Linked DNA regions of Macaca fascicularis: region 2 is linked to region 1. Evidence: chromatin contacts called from public Hi-C data. All regions are on one chromosome and are shown on one strand. Each heading gives the region's core, a stretch centred on a gene start, on an enhancer-like site or on the middle of the called end of the contact. The rest is flanking DNA. Distances are from core to core; before and after follow the strand shown.

Region 1 (5,577 bases), core at 1,879-4,378:
TTGTGTTTACTTGTCTAGACCAAAGGCTGTAGTCACTGGAAACATGGACTTGTTTTCATCTCTTAACTCTCCTCCTCTCCACACTCAGCCTGCAGAGCCCGGCCAACAATCAGTGAGTATCTAAGAACATTTTGTGAAATGAGTATGCGATTGCAGAAACTCTTTAGACAGAACCAGTAGCACAGTTTCTTAGAGTTCAGATTTATTTAGGAAGTTGGCATTTAAGTCCTCTTTTGGTTGTTTTGGTGGTTCATGAAAGCACTTTTACCTTTCTGAGTTTTGATTTGATATTTTTTCTTATCACACTCCACTCCAGTATTAGGATCCTCACCGTTTTTTGACATAACACTTAACTCTCCTAATATTCTTGAAATTGTGCATTCTCATTTCTATGCTCATGTGAGTTTTGACTTAAGATTTCAAACTTAGAGTTGAGTAAGTCTGCATACTACTCATGAGAAAGTGAGTAGAACTGTTTCCCCCCAAAATAAAAAGAACTATCTTCTGGGTTATTGGTTTTAACTGAAGGCAAAAGGTTTTAAACCTTTCCCCCTTATGGTCTTGGGGAACCAACTATTTAGAAAATTTGCTTGTAAAAATAATTGTTCTAGCAAATCATACACCTTTGTGTGTACAAGGATGAGAAGGGAGAGATAGAGATGGAGATAGACAATGCTCTAACTGTAGACATTCATCCTACATTTAAATATTTTGAATTTTCAGTAGCCTGTGAATACGAGGAAACTTATTACATTAAGGTAGACTTTAGAGATTTGACATGTAGCTGATATTTTCACAGTGCGAGAAATATCAAGCTGACATTATGCAGTCTCTGAGATGATTATTTCCAAATGTCAGAGTGCAGAAACTAATTCATGGGACTTCAGTGCCTTAGGATAGTGTCAATTTAAAAGACATTCACATTGACTTCTTTTTTATTTAAACACGCTAAATGAGGTATGAAAAGCAGGTTAAGAAATCAACTGAGAAAGGAAGAGCAAAGAAGAAACCTATTGACAAGAAAATTTTAATAATAGATTGATGTACTCTTTAATCAATTTTCACGGACCTCTTGCTGACAGCGGGCTTCAGCAATTGCCTCCTAATCCTTCCTACAGCTGTAATTTTGCTCTTCGTGTTATTTCACTCATCTCACATATAGTAAATTTGGAAAATTAAAAATAAGTAAAAACTATTTGAATATTTTATAGATTTTTGTTTTGTTTTGTTTTGTTTTTTGCTTTTGAGACAGGGTCTCACTTGGTCGCCTAGGCTGGAGTGGTGCAAAGGTGTAATCTCGGCTCACTGCAACCTCCGCCTCCCGGGTTCAAACGATTCTCCTGCCTCAGCTTCCTGAGTAGCTGGGATTATAGGTGCCTGCCACCACATCCAGCTAAGTTTTGTATTTTTAGGAGAGACGGCATTTCACCATGTTGGTCAGGCTGGTCCCGAACTCCTGACCTTATGTGATTCACCCTCCTCGGCCTCCCAAAGTGCTGGTATTACAGGCGTGAGCCACTGCACCCGGCCTATTTTATAGATTATTTTCAATAAATAAGTCAAAACCCAAATTGTTTGACTTTTAATCGTAACACTGGATTTTGAATTAAAATAACAGTGATATTTTAAATTAAAAATGTATTCTTTTGTTCAATCTCTTTAGCAGTTAATTTGAACCTACTGAACTGCTGGAACGTCTGTTATTTTGGAAATAAAGGAGTTTTTTTTTTTTTTTTTTTTTTTTTCTTTAAGCCAGTTGGCCATATCAGAGATAACTGAGTTTAAATAAGCCTTCATCTTCCCAATTATGTGCTCCTAATTACTCGGGGTCACTGAAATCCCATGGCATCTTCTGAAAAGCATTTTCCCTGCAGTCCATCTTGTTCGGTTTCCTTTCTGTTCCGGGAAGCCAGTATCTTTTCCTTTATCAGATTCCTTTTTTACCAATAGCGGGAATGGTCATGGTGAGTGGATGCAGGGTCTTAAAATCAGCTAACTTTGTTCTGACTTCTGTAGGTCAGTGACAGGAGTCACTGCATAACGACCTAAATTCCCATATTTATCTCATGAAATGTGATTTCTCATACAAACAAAAGTTGTGAGAACTCCATGAGCAAGACCAGCTGCTTTTGGGGGCTGCCAAATTTTAAATTGTTACTGGAAAAGCAAAGACCAGGCAAACATCCGAGAGACAGACCTACTGCAGATAAGTATTGTAATCTTGTTCACTATAATCAAAACAGAATAGATTGCTTATTCTGTTACCCTATTGATATTGCTCACATTTTAAAATTTAGGTGCTGGACTCAAGAATGATAATTTCATTAAGCTTCAAGAGTCACATTGTATTGTATGCATCGAATATCACGAAATCGAAAACACTGCAAAGCTAGTGTTTACACCCTTGGGTCATACCCCAACAGCCAAGGATTCCCACTGGCCACCTGCAGCAGGGCTGTCCCCTGTGAAGGCAGGAGACAAACGAGGAGCCTTAGCACACTTTGCTCCCAGGACTTTGGCGCACACTTTCCATGAGTCCTGGTCCGTCAAGTCAACATCCCGAAGCCAGGACTGGCAGGTCCTGACCCTCCCTTTTTGCACCCGTAAGGGGAAGGGCTCGGGAATCCGGACCTTGTCTAGAGTCCCGGCGCCAGTACCAGTTCGGAGGGCATCCTGGAGGTTGTTACTAACCCGGGCCTCTTCCGGGCTTCCCAGACACCAGGGTTGCTAACAGCTCCACGGGGGCGAAGAATTTTATTTTGTTAACTGTGGTTATCTCCAACACTCAGTTCAAACCTGAGCAGGGCAAGGTCTCACCTCGTCTCTCGGTCACTTCCCTGCTTGTTTGTTTCTTCCTAACTCCCAAGTGTCCTTCGCCCAGTTCATCCCCACCTCAGCAGCCCAAGGCTGGGCGGGGACGGTCGGGGTTCGAAGCCTGCAGCTAAACTTAGAGGGTTTCAGGCTTTGCTGGGAGGCTTCCCTGTGCTCAGAAGAGCCGGGGGTAAGCTGGGCGGTCGCCTCGGGTGCAGACAGAGGCGCCGGGCCTCGACCTCCAAGAAAATCTCCAAACCGAGGGTCTGAGCTTCGCGTCTGTAGTTAATGAGCAAGAGCTTCCGGGCGGAACTTCTAAGGGTCCAGCCCGCCCAGTCTCCCCCTGCCCTCACCCCGTCTCGCCCCGCCCACGTTCGTTTCGCTCCGCCCCCGCCCCATCTCGCTCCGCCCCCGTGCTGCCCGGCTGCGGAGGTGCGGGGTGCCCCCGGGTGGCCGCAGGCAGTGCTGCTCCTGGCCAATGGAGGCGGCGGCGTCGGCGGCGGCGGCGGCGGCGGCGACAGCGGAAGGGGAAGCGCTGAGGGGGCGAGGCCCATAGCCATGGCGGAGCTCGTGCGTGAGGAACTCTCGGCCCTGGCCGCGATTTTCTGCGGGCCCCACGAGTGGGAGGTGCTGAGCCGCTCAGGTGACTACCCCCGCGCGGGAGGGACAGGGCGCCCTCAGGGGCCACCCGCGTTCTCTCTGCGGCTCCTCCCCACCACTGAGCCTGGGCACCCCGCCTGGGCCCACGTATGGGGACCGGGTTAGTTGAATGATGGAGTGACACGTCCTGGAGGCCGGAGTGGTGTCGCAGCGGGCGGGAGTTTGAGGCGACCCCAGAGACACTAAGAGAGCGGTGCGGCCCACTGGGGCCTCTGCCGCCGGTCCTGCTCCCGGAGCCGCGGGCCCCTGCGGTCCGCGTCCCCAGGCCCTTCCCCAGCCTCCCACCATTCAGATCTCACCCTGTAAAGAAGCCTGTGCTGAGGCCCCCTCGTTGTTCTGTGTCATTCCTAAGCACTATGCCCTAGGCCCACGAGAGCACTCCCCGGTTTTAACTTTACACGGGTATTTGTACATCTTAAGTTGCAGGAGGGCAGGGTCTGTTTGGTAATAACTCCAGGCACCTAGAATGGTGCTGGCCAGGCACATGGTAGGTAGTTGGTAAATGTTTGTTGACTGAACTTTTTAATTTATCCAGTGCTCAACCTCAACTTTATCTGCATTCTATTTCCAAGTTGTTTGCTTTTCTGATACTTTTTTTTTTTAGGTGGAGTCTCGCTCTGTTGCCCTGGCTAGAGTGCAGTGGATCCATCTCGTCTCACTACAGCCTCCGCCTCCCGAGTAGCTGGGATCACAGGCGTGTGCCACCATGCCTGGCTAATTTATATATATAAGATACTTTTAAAAATAATTTTTATATATATATACTTTTTTTTTTAGGTGGAGTCTCGCTCTGTCCCCCAGGCTGGGGTGCAGTGACGCGATCTCGGCTCACTGCAAGCTCCGCCTCCCGGGTTCACGCCATTCTCCCTGCCTCAGCCTCCGGAGTAGCTGGGACTACAGAGTAGCTGGGACTACAGGCGCCCGCCACCTCGCCTGGCTAATTTTTTTATTTTTAGTAGAGACGGGGTTTCACCGTGTTAACCAGGATGGTCTGGATCTCCTGACCTCGTGATCCACCCGCCTCGGCCTCCCAGAGTACTGGGATTACAGGCGTGAGCCACCCGCGCCTGGTCTTCCGATACTTTTTTTTTTAAACAAGCTCTTGAGAGCTTTATTAGTTAGTTAGCCCACATTTATTGAATCCCTGCTGCCTGCAGACTTTGTCAGGGTTTCAAAGACACCGCTACCCATGGCCTCTAGGAGCTTACAGTGTAGAGAGGTTCTTTTCACTATTTTTTGATGATAGGTGAAACTTACTGTCCCTGTATGTGGCTTCTATTGAGTAAAAAAAAAAAAAAAAAAAAAAAAAAAAAGCCATTTATGAGAAAGTGCAGTGACTCAGTTTTCACTTAGCTTTCAGATACATTATGTACATGTTTGGGGCATGAGAGTTATCGTTCTAATGTTATATTGTAGCTACTATTAAAATTGACTTTCTGACCATAAATTGCTTAACCTTTAAGAAGGTTACCTTTAAGAAGGTAGTCTAGGCCGGGCGCGGTGGCTCATGCCTGCAATCCCAGCACTCTGGGAGGCCGAGGCTGGCGGATCACCTGAGGTCAGGAGTTCGAGACTAGCCTGTCCAACATGGCGAAACCCCGTCTCTACTAAAAGTACAAAAATTAGCTGGGCATGGTGGCATGTGCCTGTAATCTCCGCTACTCAGGAGGCTGAGGCAGGAGAATCAATTGAACCCGGGAGGCGGAGGTTGCAGGGAGCCAAGATCTCACCATTGCACTGCAGCCTGGGTAACAAGAGTGAAACTCTGTCTCAGGGAAAAAAAAAAAAAAAAAAAAAAAGTAGTCTAAAATTGGGCTGGATGTTGTGAGAAAACCATCTAAGATTAAGATCCTTCATGGTATGTATTGGATGTGTTATTCACTGAAGGACAGGGAGTTGACTTCCATTTATTCCTTCTTGCATTCATCCACTTACATCCACTCATGGGGCACTGTTATGTTCCAGGCACTATGCACCTATTAGTGTAATGGAGTTGCTTTCTTTTTAGTGCCCAGCCTGACTTGCGTCTTTTGAAACAATTGTTTAAAATCCATATGAAGAGATTTACTCACTTTTAGTGTTTTCTTGTCATCCCTCTTCTGATTG
Region 2 (6,290 bases), core at 1,650-4,149, 140 kb before region 1:
ACCTGAAGAATAACGCACAAGGAAGAACCTCCCAGAGGGGTAAACCCAGGGGCCCAGATGAGGTTAATCAAGGAATTTATGTCATGGCCAGTGGAGAGATTTCTCCTTGGAAAGAAAACAAACAAACAAACAAACCAACAGGCAATTAAGGACTACTGATTGTTTCAGGTTGCCATTCTTTTATTTTTCAAATGGAAGTTTTTATTGTGGTTAATTCTGTTTCTGTTCTAACCTTGCATATTGGGTTGAAAGTGGGGATTGAGTATCTTTCTTTTATGTTATAGGTCATCAGACTGTAAGTAGCCATATCTGGATGTATCAGAGCAGGCTGTACTTCCCCCAGAAGTACTGACCTTGAGCTGGCTGCAGAAAGTGGATAGGACCACAGGCAGAGAGGGAGATTGAGCTGTATGTAAATAAGAGTCCACTCAGATATTTGGGTGTCCCAAGGGATTGACTCTATCTCTTTGTTAGCCTTCACCTTAATGTAATGCAGTGTTATTGGGAGTACCGATCTGTTTATTCAGAAACCTGTTACCTGCATATTGACAATTCTGAAATTCGTATGTCCAACCAGGATTCTCTTCTATGTTCTAGACCCATATATGTTATCCAAATACTGGATACCTTTGCATGAATTTACCACAGGAGAGACCTCAACTACAACACGTCCCAAACTGAAATTATTTCCTTTTACCTTAACCACGTGTGTCTTCTGTGGTAGATTGCAATAAATAGTCATAATCTTGTCCCATCTCTTTATATATGCCCCTGTGCAATGTGACTTTTCTGTTTTTCTCATTAAGAGATGGACTCCAGATCTCTACTTCATTGTGTCCATGTTGGCCTATGACTTGTTTTGACCAAAAAATGCATAAAAATAATGATATGGGAATTTTGAGCCTGGACCTTAAGAAGCCTTGCTCTCAGTCTCTTGGAAAGTTCCTGTCATCATGTGAAGAAACTTGGGCTAAGCACACCCCTTTTTTCTGATATAAGGTCTCACTCTGTCACCCAGGTTGGAGTGCATTGGTGCCATCATGGCTCACTGCAGCCTCAACCTCTGTGGCTCAAGCAATCCTCCCACCTCAGCTTCCCAAGTAGTTGGGACTATGAGTGCATGCCATCACACCTGGCTAATTACATTTTTTTTTTTTTTTTTTGGTAGAGATAGAATCTCACTGTTTCCCAGGCTGGTGACTAACTTCTGGGCTCAAGTGATCCTCCTACCTTGGTCTCCCAAGGTGTTGGGATTACACCATGCCTGGCTGGCTAGCTTCTTTGAGGATAAGAGTCTACATGGAGAAGGATGCCCAACTGACTTCCAGCACCAACTTGCGAGGCCCAGTGAGATCTCTTGTACCATAATTATTAATAATTTTTAAATGGCAGCAACAGAATAATAAACCCTGCCAAGTGAGTGCTCTATGCCACTGCACAGGTTAGACATCTGTGAACTGGTCTTGATCACCAGAGAGGTTATTTGGACCATCAAGACCCCACCAACCTTCCAGGTGACTGTGACTACATGAGTGAGCTCAGGTGAAACCAGCAGAAGAACTTCCCAGCTAAATCCAGCCCAAATACTGACCCCCCACAGAATTGTTAACTGATAAATGATTGTTGTTTTAAACCACTAAGTTTTGTGATCATTTGTTAGGCAGCGATAAATAACTAAAACTTACTTAGTCCCTTATCTCCTATCCTGGATAATTAAAGCCTGAATCATTTAACTTCACCCATCCTATGAGGCCTGAGGAATTCTTCAGGCTTTCTACTTACTTGTGCATCCATGAGTATGAGTTGTGGAGTCAGACTACACGAGTTTAAATTCTAGCTCCCCTTCTAATGTGACCTTGAATGCATTATTTGTGCCTGTATTTCTTCATCTGTAAAATGAAGATAACCTTATCTTTCTTATTAGGGTCTGTGAAGGTTAAATCACGTAACAAATGAACAGCACTTAGCACGGTGACTATGCTTAATAAATGTCATGATTGCCTTGGATCCAATCATGCTGTACATAAGATTCAGAATGAAACTTGCAGGAGTACTACAGAAGACTGCTGGGATCACACAGGAAGTTTTCAAGGAGGTCAAAAACAGACATGGTCCTACAGAAACTACAAATTAGTGTAAATGACAAACTTGTGCTCTGGAGTCAGACTTTCTACCTTCATATATCAGCTCTGCCACTTATTCTGTTTCTTGGCACATTACTTAACCTCTTTCTTTTTTTTCTTTCTTTTTTTTTTTTGAGACAGAGTGTTGCTCCATTGTCCATCAGTGCAGTTGCATGATCTTGGCTCACGGCAACTTATACCTCCCGAGTTCAAGCAATTCTCCTGCCTCAGCCTCCCAAGTAGCTGGGATTACAGGTGCCCGCCACCATGCCCAGCTAATTTTTTGTATTTTTAGTGGGGACAGGGTTTTTACCATGTTACCAGGATGGTCTCAATCTCCTGACCTCGTGATCCGACTGCCTTGGCCTCCCAAAGTGCTGGGATTACAGGTGTGAGTCACTGTGGGCAGCACCTCTTTAGGTCTTAATTATGTATACTGTAAAATGGGAATAATAAAAGGAAATCCCTCATAGTATTATTGTGATGATTAAGTGAGGACTAAATTATTAAGTCATGTAGGCTTGCCACATGGAATATTCACACTACATGATATTTGAAAAGTGAGTATTGGTCAAAAAGGCAAACCAAAATTGCTTTAAGAGAAAAATTACCAAACATAAAGTACACCATATACAAGACTGCAAACAAGATTTGACGTAAGCAATCAGGAGCCAAAGGGAAGATAAACAACTTAAGTTTAGAGAGGAAGGCAGACGTGAAACCATTCAAAACTTTAGTCATTGCATCAGAAAGTATCGGAGTTGTGGTTCCTCAATCTCTCTGCAAGCTACAGCAGCAAAGCAGAAGGTACACTAGCAGCAGGCTTTGGATTGTAGATAACAGTTAAAGCAATCCGAGGTTCTTCCCTACCAATTAGCCAGTCAAGTTTTCAGTAGAGGAGTGACATTTAGAAAGAGTACCTTGACAACAACTGGAGAACAGAAAGAGCAGGACAGAAGGTCCACTGCCTGTTTTTGTAAATAAAGGTTTGGAACATAACCCTTGTATTGAATCATTCATGTATTGGCTATTGCTGTTTCCTGGCTTTAAGTGTAGAGTTGAGTAACTGTGACCATCTGGCCCACAAAGCCTGACCTATTCTTTAAGAAGTTATTTGCTGATCCCAAGGAGACTGTTGCAGTAACCTGGGGTAAGACAAGGGTGGATAGCTTTGGGGAAGGGACAGTAAGAATTTTGGAAAGGCAAACCTATAGATTGTGCCAAATAGTCAATGTTTCTGAGGAAAACATGACCCACATATCAGTTGGGATCATCTGTTTTGTTTTTAAACTAGATAACATTGACTCAAGCCCCTATTACACAACTGTTATATTATACAGTATTTCATGAAGTATCCTGCCACTTTTCCAGACATTTGATTTCAGTACTACCTCTGGCCCCTGCTAATGGGTTCAGTTTATGGACTATTTTGCTGGACTCTAGGTGTGCTATCTCCTTTCTGCTCCTTTTTGATCTAGCATTGCAACTCGGCCCCATCCTGTGATTTCTTCATTTACCTCACCACCACCTCCCCTCACGCCATGTGTGTGTCTTGCAGAGGTATGGGAATTTAAGGGTAGTGGAAAGCCTACTGGAAATTTGGAAGAAATAAGGGGAGTTAAAGAAATACAAGTAACTTAGAATAGTACACATTTCAAAAAAGCATTTTAGGCATACCATGAAGATACTCTGCCATCCCTTTCTTTTCACTCTTTCTCATCTCTTCTGTCTTGTCCCCAACTCCTTCTACATCCCCAAGTTAATTTCTTTTTCTTCTCCTTAAAAATGTTTTTTTTCCCTTGATACATAATAGATATACATATTTTCAGGGTACATGTGATAGTTTGATACCTTTATACACTTTGTAAAGATCAAGTCAATGTAATTAGGATGTCCATCACCTTAAATATTTGCCTTTATGCCAAAAATTCAAATTATTCTCTTATAGCTATTTTAGAATATACAATAGATTATTGTAAACTGTAGCCACACTACTGATTCCAAATTAATTTCTGATATAGAAGAGTCCCTCTTCTTATCCTATCTCTTACTAACCCAAGTTTTCAAGGCACACCATATATGTATAATGACGCAAGATGTTTTCCTCTGAGAAGAATTCTACTGCCAGCTATGAGAGAAATGGTTTAATTTCACTCTAGTAGCAAGGTTTCTTGGCCACAATGAGACATTGGTTTGGATCAAAAAATGTGTAATCCAACTCATCCAGCTGGAGGAGCCAGGAAAGGAGGTAGTCCAAGATGGGAGTAATGAAGTAGGGAAACCCAGATCACTTCCACAGGAGTAGTGTAAATACCTAAGAGGTGTGTGTGAGGTTGTAAATGAGAGAGGAGGCCAGGAATCAGGAACAGAGGAAATCAAACAAAGGAATTTTATTGTAGACTCTTGCCCCCTTTTGAAAGGAGATGGTGTGGTAACTTTTATATATATTCCACTTCATAGAGTATTAGACACACTGTAGGGACACAAGAAATGTTTGATAAACAGAACTCTTCATGCCATTCCTGAAATCTAGTTCTTTTTGTGCTCCTGGGGCTTTGCTGTTTTGATATAGATCAATTTACTGCACCTGAAAAAATCAAGCAGCATTAGTTTTATTTCTAAACTACCCAAGCAAAAGAGTATCAGTAAGTGTATCTAATATGTTCTTCCTTCAAATAGATGGAAACTAGCTCTCAATAGATTTGTATCATAACAACATCAATAACAATAAACAATGTTACCACCATCATTTATTGAATGCTGACTAGATCTGATATACAGGATCAGATCTAGATAGCACAATGGTCTGTGTACTCTCATTTAGGCCTCATAATAGCCCTATTATTATATTAATTTTACAGATGAGAAGATTCTGGCTCAAAGAGGTTCTTTTTCCTAAGGTCATAATAACTGGTGGTTTGTCTGACTTCAATACTCTTGATCTCAATAACACTAGTCCTGGCTGCCTCATAACTGGTTGCCCTGCCCCATTTCTAAACTTTTGTTCTCCTTATTCTGTTGCTTAAAATCCTTCATTGTTTCCTCATCTCCTCCAGGGCAGAGTCTACGTAATTCGGTGTAGCATAGTTTATTTTTCATAATCCTTGACCACTTTAGTGGCCTAGCTTCTCCTGCTGTTTCCATAAATGCATACTGAGTTCCAAACATTTGTGGTTCCTGGGGGACAGGCCCAGCTCCTCCATGCTTCCGTGGTTTCGCATGTTCTCACTCATTCTGTGGTATTCTTCCTCCCCATCTGCCTGGGCTTCAACACCAGAAACCCAAGTTCTAATAAATCTCTTTTCTGAGATCTCTTAGTCTCTCTGGATTTTGATTCTCCTGTTAGAAAAATTGAGATGATCCTTCCTCGGTTTGGAAACAGGTTACCTGTAATGAATTGTGGTCTTGCGTCTCAGTGGCTGTATCATTTTGGGAAAGTTGCTAGGCTTCTCTAAGCCTCAGGTTTTTTTCTAGAACAGGATAGGCCGGGTGCGGTGGCTCACACCTGTAATACCAGCACTTTGGGAGTCCTAGGCGGGCGGATCACCTGAGGTCAGGAGTTCAAGATCAGCCTGACCAACATGGGGAAACCCCATCTCTCTAAATACAAAATTAGCCAGGTGTGGTAGTGCATGCCTGTAATTCCAGCTACTCGGGAGGCTGAGGCAGGAGAATCACTTGGAGCGGAGGTTGTGGTGAGCCAAGATCGCGCCATTGCACTCCAGCCTGGGCAACAAGAATGAAACTCTGTCTCAAAAAAAAAAAAAAAAAAAAAAAAAAAAAAGAACAGGGTAATGATGTTTCTTTAGAATAGTGCCTGACACGTAGTAAGTATTATCTTATTATCACTATCTGGTCAGGTGCAGTGGCTCACGCCTATAATCCTAGCACTTTGGGAGGCTGAGGGGGGCAAATCACTTGAGTCCAGGAGTTCGAGACCAACCTGGGCGACATGGTGAAACCCTCTCTCTACTGAGTTAGAAATGATTCATTATTATATGGATCTTGCACAAACTAAATAAGAAAAACATGATCTGGGATAATAGTTATTACCACATTGTGCTTCCTTAGGGATTACCTGCTCACCTTTTAAGATTCAGCTCAAATTCACATTTATAATGCCTTTCTGTATGCATTCTGTACACTTTACACATAGTCATTTTGTCA

Evidence for each region. Hi-C and Micro-C count contacts between places; a contact is called where the count stands out from the background.
Region 2: a contact with region 1 is called in a Hi-C map of liver, with 2.3 times the contacts expected there. The contact joins the enhancer-like site here to the promoter of ALG14 in region 1. A contact is called at or near these places in 2 of 2 Hi-C or Micro-C datasets (liver and skeletal muscle).

What each region holds. Positions count from the first base shown.
Region 1 is chr1:139,167,084-139,172,660 of T2T-MFA8v1.1, reverse strand. ALG14 (ALG14 UDP-N-acetylglucosaminyltransferase subunit) reads right to left here and starts at 3,128. Exons shown (of 6, transcript XM_074001144.1): 1 at 2,818-3,128. It overlaps RWDD3 (RWD domain containing 3), which reads left to right and starts at 3,273. Exons shown (of 4, transcript XR_012417487.1): 1 at 3,273-3,454.
Region 2 is chr1:139,304,035-139,310,324 of T2T-MFA8v1.1, reverse strand. The region is part of intron 3 of ALG14 (ALG14 UDP-N-acetylglucosaminyltransferase subunit); the gene reads right to left. It overlaps LOC123567709 (a long non-coding RNA gene), which reads right to left. Exons shown (of 2, transcript XR_010576969.2): 2 at 4,492-4,710. Among named protein-coding and RNA genes, the nearest start is that of TLCD4, 17 kb to the right of the region's middle. Within about 2 kb of position 2,899, at least 1 of the 6 cell types and tissues checked has an H3K27ac peak or open chromatin away from gene starts, as enhancers often do. A contact at or near this core is called in liver, where this site is marked.